Linked DNA regions of Oryctolagus cuniculus: region 1 is linked to region 2. The links are chromatin contacts, called in public Hi-C maps. All regions are on one chromosome and are shown on one strand. Each heading gives the region's core, a stretch centred on a gene start, on an enhancer-like site or on the middle of the called end of the contact. The rest is flanking DNA. Distances are from core to core; before and after follow the strand shown. Region 1 holds the start of RPL37A (ribosomal protein L37a). Region 2 overlaps IGFBP2 (insulin like growth factor binding protein 2).

Region 1 (5,901 bases), core at 1,736-4,235, 140 kb before region 2:
TGGCTCAAGTAGTTGGGTCTTTGCCATCCACGTAGGCTCCTGGCTTTGGTCTGGCCCAGCCCCAGCTGTTGCAGGCATTTGGAGAGTGAACCAGTAGATGGAAGATCTCTCTGTCTCTTGTCTCTCTGCTTTTCAAATAAATAAATTTAAGAAGTGTTGTTTCCAGCAATGGATAGTGGAAGCTTGGGTCCTATGTCTCTTTGACAAACCCCCATCAAGGTAAGGTTTCCTGGCTTATTGAAGTTGTCCTTATTTTCTGGCAATCCCAGATGCTCCAGGCTCATCTTGCATGTTTTCTGCTGCAGTCCTAGAATCAGTCACTTCTCCAGGGAACCGTGGTTCCTTTTTTGGAGTCTGGTATTGGAAACCAAGGTCTGGTTGCTGTGTATACTTGTTGCTACTGGAGTTTTTAGGTTTTTTATTTTTAATGATTGTTTTTCAGATTACAAAAGAAATTCATGTTTATGATAAAAGATAATTAGAAAATGCAGAAATGTATACAGAAACAAAATCAATTTATTCCCACTGCCATCAAAACGTAGACCTTTTTGCTGCTATTCCTCCTTTGGATTTACACAGCCAGGGCTGGAGCCACAGACTGGGAAGGACAATGGGAGAACTACAGATGCATCCCAACTTGGTACAGGGTTACATCCAGATAAGCCCATTGCAAACTACAACCACCCTAAATCGAAAATGCACTGAATAGACTTAACCCACAGAACATCACTGCTCAGCCTTACAGCACGTGGCACACTGTCAATTGTTCCTCTTCCTGATTGCAGGGAGGATGGAGATGTGGCTCAGCATCACCCGTGAAGTATGGTTTCTGCAAATGTGTGTGACTTCTGCACCATCATAAAGTGGCAACATTGTGAAGTTGAACCCTTGCACATCTGGAATCCTTTGTCCTTTGGTGATGACACAAATTGTATGGCCACTCATTGCCCCAGCAGCACTCGAAGTACAGAGGCTCTTCCTGGAACCACAGAAAAGAAGACCGGGATGGACTGCAGCGCTCACTTGCCAGCAGGCTGCAGACCTTGGGATGCTGGCAGCATGGTCCTGTCCATGTTCCAGGGCCTCGGAACGAGGGAAGCCAAGGGTGGAATTCTCAGCTGGAGGCTGAAAGCCAGGGGACCAGTAAGGGGCGGATGCTGCAAGCCCTGGATTCTAAACACCAGCAACTGATGTCCAAGGTGGGAATCAGTGTGTCCCAGCCTTCTCAGATGGGGGTGGCGGGGTGGGGGAGTGGGGCAGGGAGCCAGCACAATTCACTTTCTGTATTTATTCTTTTGAGACCTCCAGCCAACTGCAACTGATGGTCTTCCTACCTAATCCACTCTGACCCACCTGCTAATCTCATTTGAAAACACCCTCACAAATGCATCCAAAAGAATGCTTTGCCAGGTTTCTAGGCACTCCTTAATCCAGTCAAGCTGATGCTATAAAATTAACCATCACAAGAGAACACATGCAGAATTATTTGAGGTAATTCATTTTAAGCTGTGTGAACTGAACCTACTTGTGGCCAGAATTCTACTGAAAACATAGCCAGGTATTCCCACAATGCCTTTCAGCCGTCATGGTCTTTCCTGGCCCTTAAATCATGGATTCTCGTACACTCTTATTCTAAGAGTCTTTTTTATTTTTAGAGATATATTTATTTATTTGAAAGGCAGAGTTACACAGAGAGGGATCTTCCATCCTTTGCTTCACTTCCCAAGTGGCCTCAACAGCCAGGGCTAGACCAGGCTGAAGCCAGGAACCAGGAGTTTCATCTAAGTACTTGGGCCATTTTCTGCTGTTTTCCCAGGTGCATTAGCAGGGAGCTGGATAGAGAGCAGAGCAGCCAGGACACCAGCAGGTGCCCACCTGGGATGCCAGCATTGCAGCAGTGGCTTAATCCACTAGGCCACAATGCTGGCCCCTGAAATAGTTCTCTGAGCATCTTCTCTTCTGTCCTAGCCATCTGGCAGGGTAACTTTCTAGTCAGCTCTCTGAATCCCTGCACTCCTCTTCTGTGACTCAACCAACCGCGGACTGAAAATATTGAGAGAGGAAACACTGCAGTCTTTGTTTCCCCCCGTGACTATTTGCATAGCACGTACATTGTACTGGGAGTTATAAATCACCCAGAGATGATGTAACGTGCACAAGAGGATGTATATAGGTGAGTGCAAATACTACACTATTTTATAGAAGGGACTTCACCATCCTCGGACTTTGGTACCCAAGGAGGTCCTGGAACCGATTACCAATTACCACCCCTCCACCCCCCAAGGAGTGGCTGTGATGTCATTTGCCTGGCAAGAAGCCTGGCTGTCCTCTGCTGCCCCTGGAAGGGTGGACAATAGATTGTGGTTAGACAATAGAGTGTGGCGAGCCCTTGGCGTGGAGCCTGGAGCAGGAACCTGCCTGACAGCCTAGGGTGATGCGGGGGGCGGGTGGGGGGCAGCTGGTGAGAACCGGGGGCCCCAGAGAGCGGCTGCAAAACGGAACTTGACCGTGATGTGGACCCCTCCCCAGCCTTCGACTCTGGGACTTCGCTTAGCGAACCGCAGGCCCTCCCCCGTTAAGCCCAGGGGACACCTGCCTTTCCCTGGAAAACTTGGAGCTCGTGAATGCGGTTACACGACCGTCTCCCGGCTGCCCTGCAACTTGTTCCGATCTTGTCACCACTAACGCCAGCATCCCGCACAGGGGCAGCTGCTCCCAGAAAGGATACGACATGGGGAAAGCAATGAGATTTGGAGTCACAAATGTTAAGATTTAAGCACTTCTCTAAGCCACCTGACAGCAGGCAAGCCACTTAAGATCTGACTCCGGTTCCTTGACCTCAAAATGAAGAAAATGGTACTGCTCGGCAAGATTTTGAGGTAAGCGCAACACAATGTGGCTGCGCTGCCCGCTTGGGTTCCCCGTCGCTACAGTTTTTGAAGCGGGGCGGCTACGCCAAACATTTCCCGGCAGGCAGCGGGGAAACCTCCAGACCATAGAGATCGGTTCCTAGATAGGCCTCCCCGCGCCACTTCCGCTTGCCGGCCTAAAATCGCGCCTGCGCGCGACTTCTCTTCCTCTCTGGGCTTGGACCTAGGTGGCGGCGCTATGGTGAGAATCCTGTCTCTTGCGGCCTGGATCGCTATCCCCCGGCATCTGCTCCTTGCTGGGCTCTTTCGCCCTCATTGGCCTCTGCTGGTCTGCCCTGTCCCATGCCCTCCCCGGAGTCCGGGGGTGCTGTCCCAGGCGAAGGGGCGGGGGCGGCCGGGGCCACCCAGGCCGGATTAATATGGGGCCGGCACTGGGCGCTGGTTTTACCAGGTTGATGTGCGGCAGTCCAGGTCATGGCGGGGTTGAGGTGGAGGGGCGTTGTGTGGGGGTGCTGGAACCTGGATCGCACCCCTGAATGTCGCTGGTTTGTCTGGCTCCTCACTTTGAACAGGCGAAACGCACCAAGAAGGTCGGGATCGTGGGTAAATACGGGACCCGCTATGGCGCCTCCCTCCGGAAGATGGTGAAGAAGATTGAGATCAGCCAGCATGCCAAGTACACTTGCTCCTTCTGCGGCAAAGTAAGGGGGTCTCTCGGGGGGCGGGGGGCAGGGGGCGGCCTCCGCCGGAGGCAGCTTGGGAACGGTGAGCGGTTAGAATTGCGGGTGCGGATGACTGTCAGTTGTGAGAGTGTCTCATTTAGAGGGGGAAAAAGGATAGCCTTGCGCCCCAAACATGTTTGGGAAGTGAATCGGTGTTGTCGGGTGGGTGCCAAGCCCCAGAGGTCTGTGCGTGGATCTGAAGGGCATCCTGCGTGTTGAGTAAGTGGAGGCTCGCTGTGGGCGCGAGTGCTGCCTCGTAGCAGTCAGTGGTTTCGGGGAGGGGTCTTTGATTCACTAGGATTGCAAGTTTCGCACTGGTGAGCTAAAGGGGTTTGGGAGCTTACCATACCCGCGTAAAACAGCACGAGGTTGGGTTGTCTCTGGAGGTTGGGGCTCCCGAAAGCCTCGAAGGCTTGATTGACGGTGACAATTACTTCTCCCCGAGTAGACCAAGATGAAGAGACGAGCCGTGGGGATCTGGCACTGTGGCTCCTGCATGAAAACAGTGGCTGGTGGTGCCTGGACATACAAGTGAGTCCGTTTCTGGCGTTGGGATAATATGGGCCACGAAGGGGCGGTGTCGGGATTGGCTGGGTGGGCCACTTTAACTTGCACAGGACTGAGAAAGTGGGGATGCCTTTAGTGTCTTAGGGGCTTTTAGAATTTCAGGTTATTTTCAGTTACTCTAACAAAACCCGGCATTGGGGTCATGGTCCGTTGTGGGGCTGAATCTTTACTGAACCTTGGCTTGCGCTGGGAATTGGTTTAAAAGCTGTAATTAGGAACTTGAGGCCGTTGGGGTCCCCACACCTTTGTGTTGTGGGGACCTCTTCAGCTTTGTGACCTGACAGCCGAGTGACATCACTCAGATGAGGCCGCCTCCGTGTCTGCTGGTTGTCACTGTTTTGACTCTTAAGCTTGCCCATTTCTAGAAATTGAAGGCCTCTTAGAAGTGTCAGCTGACTTGAAGTCTAGGGGTCTGAGGCTTCCCTTACCCAGTTCCCAGACCCACTTTATCTTACTCGCTTTAGAAAGGCACCGACAAGCAGAAATCTGGCGCCCACTGGTAGATCACTCCCCAGATGCTGGTAACGGCCAGATCTGGACCAGGCAAAAACCAGGAGCTGGGAACTCAATCCCGGTTTCCTGTGTGGAGGGCAGGGTCCCAACAACTTGAGTCCAGGTGCTGTGATAATGGAATGTGGTGTCCCCAAAGGGGTGCTTCACCACTTGGCCAAACACCTGCTCCTGAATAATAACTGCAATTAAATGTTTGGCTTAATTACATCAAATTGTCAATAGAGCAATCTGTATCTTGGTATAATTTTTCTTTTAGGAGAAGTTTTCAGAGATCCTAATACAAGCTTGTAACATTAAGATGGGGCAGGTTTGCTTATTTGCCGTTTTACATTAACATGATTAATTATGTTGGAAACTGGATTTGTCTTAACAGCACCACTTCTGCCGTCACAGTGAAGTCTGCGATCAGAAGACTGAAAGAATTGAAAGACCAGTAGAGGTGCCATATGAGACATCAGCAGCCTATAATAAATGGGTTAATTTATATAACAAAATCGCCTTGGTTGTTTTAATCAAATGATGTGATTTACATTGTGTTAGTGCTGATGTGGGTTACAATCCAATCTTTTCAAAAGTCAGTGGAGACAATAAAGCCATGAGAATATATGAGCCTTACAGGTTAGGTGTGTGTCTTGGGCTTTCTTATCATTCTGTTCTTGCTAGGTTGACTTTTGAGATGATTTGTAAGATTGGTTTATTTATTTGAGTTATATACAGAGAGGTCTAAGTGGAGCAGCTGGGACTCGAACCGGTGCCCATGTGGGGTGCCAGTGCTTCAGGTGATGGCTTTACCCAATAGGCCATAGCGCTGTTTTGTCATCTTCAGAAAACAGATAATTGGAATTTTACAGCATATTTTGCACATAAAGATTAACAGGATAGAAATTCAATTTAATATAGATGGCTACTTAAATGAAATTCTTTGGAGGGATTAATTGGTTAAAGTTACATCCTTTTTTAGGCACTTTTTATTCAGTTCACTAATTCTGATTTGCCTGTTAAGCTTTTCTCAACCATGCTTATGTACACATTTGTGATCTGGACTTAGGGTCAGCAATGTCAATGTCTGTGCTTTATCCACACCAAAAAAGGCAAGTTAATACAAACAGGTTTCCTTTACCATTAGGGGTTATATAAAAACCTTTGGCTCCTTGTGGGCTGTCCCCTATCTGCCCGTTACTGATTTTAGATTATACAAAGGCCCTTGCAAACATTGTCCAGCACTTAAT
Region 2 (6,042 bases), core at 1,483-3,982:
TGTGGATTTCCTCATCTTATTGGCAGGCTCATTGGTAGTTGTGAGATCAATAAAGGAATGGAATGAAACATACCCTTGAATCCAGGTGGCCTCCGTGAGGGTGGACAAATGGACCTGCACCTGGGAGAGGTCAGGGCCATCTCTGGACGGGAAGCCAACTCTATCCTCCCCTAGGAAAACTGCCCAGTGTGGGCCCTGCCTTCTGGGACCTGGAGCCAGTTTCATATATGACATTTCATGGGCCCTTCTTCCATCAAACTATGTTAAAGTCATTTTACAGCTGGTTTTATAAATGCAAATATATGAATATTTTGTTATCTTTTTGATCTAACAGCTTGATTTTTTAAAATTTTTAAAATTAACTGATTTTTGAAAGACATAAAGGCAAAGGAAGAGAGAGAAAGAGAGAGAGCTCTCATGTACTGATCCACTCCCCAAATGCCCACAATGGCTAGAATTGGGCTGGGCTGAAGCTGGGAGGCCAGAACTCAGTCCTGGTCCCCCATGTGGCTGGCAGACACCCAGCCACTTGAGCCATCACCTGCTGCCTCCCAGGGTCCACATCAGAAGGAAGCCGGAACTTGAAAGCAGTCACTTCAGGGTGGGACGCTGGCTTCCCGGGTGGCGTCTTAACTGCTACAATAAATGCCTGTCCCTTTTCTATGATTCTAAAGGAGATTCAAACAATGTGTAAGCTCTGGGCACTGTCCCTGCTGTTCCTTTTGGGCAAGTTGACCCTGGCTGGCATCTTCAGCACAAATGCCCCCCCTCTTTCTTCAAATGTGTCTGCAGAGATGCTGGAGGGCCTTTCTCAGAGCAGGAGAGGAGGGCTGACCTCTTGGACTCTTCGCAGGGCTGCTGCTTTGGCCACCGTCTGTGGCACACGTGCCCACTGGGCTTAGGAAAGAAGGGGCAGAGGTTGAAAGTCCTTTGAGCTGCCTTGGGCAGACCCCGGGGGCCCTCTTGGCTGTGGGGTGGAAGGTGGTGGAGAGGTCTTAGACATGGCGAGGGGTGTTACAGTTAGGTCTGCTCTGCATGGGGGTGGGAGTCATTTCAACAATGAGCTGGGAGCTGCTAGGTCCAGGCCTTTGCATAAGGCCTGACTTAAGAACAGTGGTTCTCATCTCAGGGTGGTTTGGCCTCCCAGATGCCACTGGGCAATGCAGGAAGGCAGTTTTCGCCCTGTTTGGGAGGGTGCCTCTGACACACAGTGGCTGGAGGCCAGGGGTGCTGCTCAGCTTCCTACAATGGCCAGCACTGGTCTGGATGTTAGAAGTGCAGAGGTTGGGAGACCTTGACTTTGGAGAATGTTCCAGACCCTGGGTTTCGATGAGTGTGGCCTTCCCAGAAGCTCCAGCATAGGACTACACGTGAGTCACCTTTCACTCCTTAAACCAGAGAACCTGTGATGACAGCCATGGTGGAGAGCAGCTGTCTTAACCCAAGCCTTGGGGCAGGCAGGCAAGCCTCCTCCCTGAAGGGCAGAGTCAGGTGAGCCTCTGAGTGTTACAGGCTCCAACCCACGGAGTGGAAGCTTCTGGAAGTGCTGTAGGTGAGCGTGCTGTGCCAGCAGGACCCCAGGGACCTTGCCTTTTTCTAATTATTTTGTGAACCCTGGAAGTGGCACGGAGGTCTCCAGATGGTTTTCCTGCTGCTGTGGTCAGGGAGAAGCAGAGGGGAAGCCAGGGGCTCGCTCAAGTCCAAAGGGCTTGGGGGAAGGCAAGTTAGAGGCTCCCATTTTGTCTCTCTCATTTGGCTTCCAGGTGGCTGGGAAGGTGGAAGGAAAGACCTTCTGTGGCCCCAAGCAACTGGGAAGGAAGGGACTTTATTTATTCGAAAGACAGAGAGATAGAGATAGAGAGAGGGGGAGATCTTCTATCTACTGATTCACTCTCCAAATGCCTGCAATGGCCAGGGCTGGTTCAGGCTGAAACCAGGAGCTGGAACTCAGTCTGGATCCCCCACACAGGGGGCAGGGCCCCAACCACTTGAGCCATCCCTTGCTGTCTCCCAGAGCCAGCATCAGCAGGAAGCTGGATTCAGAAGCAGACCTGGGGCTCAAACCAGGCATTCCAGGATGGGAGGCAGGTGCCCCAAGCAGCATCTTAACCGCCCTGCCAAATGCTCACCACAGGAAAGGACTTATAGCCACCTGTTCTCCTGTGCTCCCAGTGTCGGCAGGGAGGGTGGGGTAGGGAGCTTGAAACGTCTCACTCGGGTCTACGTGTGGAGAAGCCTATGCAGCAATGGCAACAGGACTGAGAAGGGCTGCGCCTGCCTCTGCTGGGCAGCACCTGCAGGAGGCGTCGAAGTTCAGTTTTAAGGAGGTGGGTGGTTGCTGGCATTGGACCCCTTGGGTCTGTTTTGCAGGTTCATCCACCTCGGAGCTTCCCAGGCCTTTTCCCTTCTGCCTCTGCCCTGTACCTCCAGTGTCTCTGTAGAGGTCACAGGCTGACTGCACAGGTGGTCCCGGTTGCACGATGGTGACCTTGTGCAGACGTAGCATATGGAGGAAATCTGCATGGCAATATAGGGCGATTCGGTGTCCTCTTCTGGGCCCCTGGTAGGCAGCTGAGCAGGGAATGCTGCACCCTTCTCCTGGGGCCCCTGGATCTGCACGCTTCCGGCCTCAGTGAGTGGCGGGGGGGAGGGCGGGGGGCAGATGTGTGAGGAGGGTTTGGCACTGTGGCTGGGTCTGATTAGATGTGGTAGAACAGGTCTCCTGCCCAGCCCAGAGGCAAACTCTAAATCTTCCTGCCCCTGCCCCTGCAGGACTAGAACTTAATCTGCTCTTGCTTCATTTACTGTAAAACCCAGGCTGCTTAGCACCCTCGGGGGAATAGTTGTTGTAGAAAGAAGAATTTCCCAGATTTCAGAAGATTTCTGCATTTCATAAATGGCTCAAGTTTGGTTTTTCTGAAGTTTAATAATTTCAGGTAGAAAAAAATTTCATGCTGGATACTTGGCGTTTTAACCCCACGCTGCACCGAGATCCCAAGGTCACCATCATCAATACAGTTCTTTTTAAATTTTTTTTTAATTTTATTTATTTATTTTTTTGACAGGCAGAGTGGACAGTGAGAGAGAGAGAGACAGAGAGAAAGGTCTTCCTTTTTGCTGTTGGTTCACCCTCCAATGGCTGCTGCGGCCGGTGTATCGCGCTGATCTGAAGCCAGGAGCCAGGTGTTTTTCCTGGTCTCCCATGGGGTGCAGGGCCCAAGCACTTGGGCCATCCTCCACTGCACTCCCAGGCCATAGCAGAGAGCTGTCCTGGAAGAGGGGCAACCGGGACAGAATCCGGCACCCCGACCTGGACTAGAACCCGGTGTGCCGGCGCCGCAAGGCGGAGGATTAACCTATTGAGCCACAGCGCCGTCCATCAATACAGTTCTTGTTTGGGGCTGTGCCATGGTGGCGGTGCTCAGGGCACATGGACCGTGGATGGGTGCAGAGTTGTTTGCTGAGTAGGAAATGGCCCCAGAGTCCCCGTGTCTGCTTGTTTTAGTGTCTTCTTTCCTCTCTGCCCTTTCACACTTCTTGTCACTGTCCCTGTGCACTCCTTCTTGCTCTTTTCATCTTCTTGATTTGATCATGCAGTGGCCTTGGATGCCAGAAACCTGGCTGGAGCAATACTTTGGGGAACTGTCAGGGTTCTTCAGGCATCTTTCAACTTCCAAATGCTCACAGACTTGTTTCCCTTTGGTCCGGTTCCACGTGGCCGAGGTTGCAGATCCCTGAGGCCACTGAAGTCAGGTGGACACAGAATTTCTGGGTTCCTAGTCACATGTACCTACAGCCTACTCCGAATGGTTCTATGCACAGAGAACTCTTAAGTCTAACAGCTCGCAGTTAGGAAGCAGAGGCTCAGAGAAGTTATGTGCAGGGAAACACGACTGAGAGAGAAAGGGACAGAGCTGAGGTTTAACTTCAGTGCTCTGCGAAGACCCCGAGCTGGGCTCTGAAGCAAGGCTGCTGTGGCTACTGAGAGCTCACCAGGTGTCAGGCCCAGGGCGAGGGGTGTGGCACACCTGTTGGATGCTGCTGGCTGCCAGGAAATGCACTGGTCAGAAGATATTGCTGTAGCACCAGTCCCCGGTGCTGTACCTGGCATGGAAGTAATGCTTTCTTCCTTAGCGGTGTATGAACCCCACACAATTCACAACAACCCAGAGAGGGTGTCATAGCTCCTGTCGCACAGGTAAAGGCTGGGCCTTTCCACCTTCTCAGTACCCTGGAGTGTGACCATGGGAGCCCACCACGCTGGGTCTGAATTCCTATGGGACCACCAAGTAACCTCGAATGCTTGTGTAGAAATAGTTTAATGGAACAGGCATTTTAGCCGATTAAGTTAGGGTGCTTGCATCCTTGGTAGCTGGATTTGATACCTGACTCTGGCTGCCTGTTGGTGTGGACCCTGGGAGGGGTGGGCTGGGAGTCTAGGACTCTCTCTGCTCTGCTGTGTCTCCCAGAGGCCAAGGCAGCACTGTTTGATTCCAGAGCTCCCTGGGACTCATCTCCTCGGTTACAGCTCTACCGTGATTCTGTTCCTTTCCCCCTTGATGAAGCTTCGTACCCTGTGTTAAGCTGAAACGATCAAGTGCAGGCAGTTGTAGTTCCCGTCTCCAGGGCTCCGTGTGATAGGGTTGGGGCAGAACTCACAGACGAACTTGGAAGCAAGTAAGAGTCCAAGAGGTGGTACCCTGGCACCCAGGAACAAAGCACTGTGGGAACTCTGCTGTGGGGAAGATTGGCAAGTGAAGAGAGACAGCAGGGGAGAGCTGGAGACGGTGGGGTCTGGGTGACCTTGTGGCTTCCTGCCTCTCACTCCCTCACCTGACTTGTGGTAGCCCAGTGATTTCTGGGGAATGAGTTTTTAAAAACTCACCTAATCTGCACCTTTCATACCAAAAGTGATGAAGAACTTGAACTGAGGGTTAGTGCTCGATGGAGCCCTAGACAGGACTTAATCCCATTCCTTGTTAGGAGCCTCACCAGGTGCATTCAGCCTGTAGGCCTTGTAGGATGGGGGCAGAATGACAGGATGGAAGCACCCTTGTCACTTTTCTGGAGCTCAAGTCCTGGATCCATTACCTGGCAGATCGGTGACCTCGTCAAGTAATTGGCCTCTGTGAGCTAAGAGCACCTCCCTAAGAGGTACTGGGGAGCTGAAGTTGATAATCCACGTGCATTCCTGAGTGTGGGTCTGGGTGGGTGGGCATTGCCATCTTGGGCATTGGTAGGGCTCCAGGGGGTCCTTGGAGAGCCCACGCCCCTGGGGAGCCAGACCTGGAGCTCTTCCTCTCTTGTCTCTGCAGACAACGCCGATGACCACTCTGAAGGCACCCTGGTAGAGAACAACGTGGACGGGACCATGAATGTGTTGGGAGTTGGGGTTGGTGTGGGCCGGAAGGCCCTCAAGACGGGCATGAAGGAGCTGGCCGTGTTCCGAGAGAAGATTGCTGAGCAACACCGGCAACTGGGCAAAGGTGGCAAGCACCACCTCGGTCTGGAGGAGCCCAAGAAGCTGTGGCCGCTGTCTGCTAGGGTCAGTGGGGTCTTGCTCCGTTGGGGTGGGTGGGCATGACAAGGGAGTGTCGTGGAAGCCAGAGGACATCCCCGTGAGAGTGGCTTCCTGTGTCACCTCGACAAAGCCCTCTTCTTTCTAGTGCTGGCATATTCAGTGGCCTTTGGGCCTGTCAGTATGTCTGGCTGTGAAATGGACTAGATATACGGTTGACGGAAGCTCCCTCCTTCTTTTTTTATTTTTTTATTATTATTATTATTTTTTTTTTGACAGGCAGAGTGGACTGTGAGAGAGAGAGAGAGAGAGAGACAGAGAGAAAGGTCTTCCTTTGCCGTTGGTTCACCCTCCAATGGCCGCTGTGGCCGGCGCGCTGTGGCCAGCGCACCGTGCTGATCCGAAGGCAGGAGCCAGGTGCTTCTCCTGGTCTCCCATGGGGTGCAGGACCCAAGCACTTGGGCCATCCTCCACTGCACTCCCTGGCCACAGCAGAGAGCTGGCCTGGAAGAGGGGCAACCGGG

Evidence for each region. A called contact is a pair of places that touch in the nucleus more often than the background predicts.
Region 1: a contact with region 2 is called in a Hi-C map of embryonic fibroblasts, with 2.7 times the contacts expected there. The contact joins the promoter of RPL37A here to the enhancer-like site in region 2. A contact is called at or near these places in 5 of 6 Hi-C or Micro-C datasets (embryonic fibroblasts, liver, psoas muscle and 2 more).

What each region holds. Positions count from the first base shown.
Region 1 is chr3:22,780,207-22,786,107 of mOryCun1.1, reverse strand. It overlaps RPL37A (ribosomal protein L37a), which reads left to right and starts at 2,985. Exons shown (of 4, transcript XM_002712466.5): 1 at 2,985-3,111; 2 at 3,443-3,571; 3 at 4,041-4,123; 4 at 5,046-5,287. The coding sequence starts at 3,109. The coding sequence ends at 5,109.
Region 2 is chr3:22,635,916-22,641,957 of mOryCun1.1, reverse strand. IGFBP2 (insulin like growth factor binding protein 2) reads left to right here. Exons shown (of 4, transcript XM_002712467.5): 2 at 5,316-5,545. Among named protein-coding and RNA genes, the nearest start is that of IGFBP2, 19 kb to the left of the region's middle. Within about 2 kb of position 2,732, at least 1 of the 8 cell types and tissues checked has an H3K27ac peak or open chromatin away from gene starts, as enhancers often do.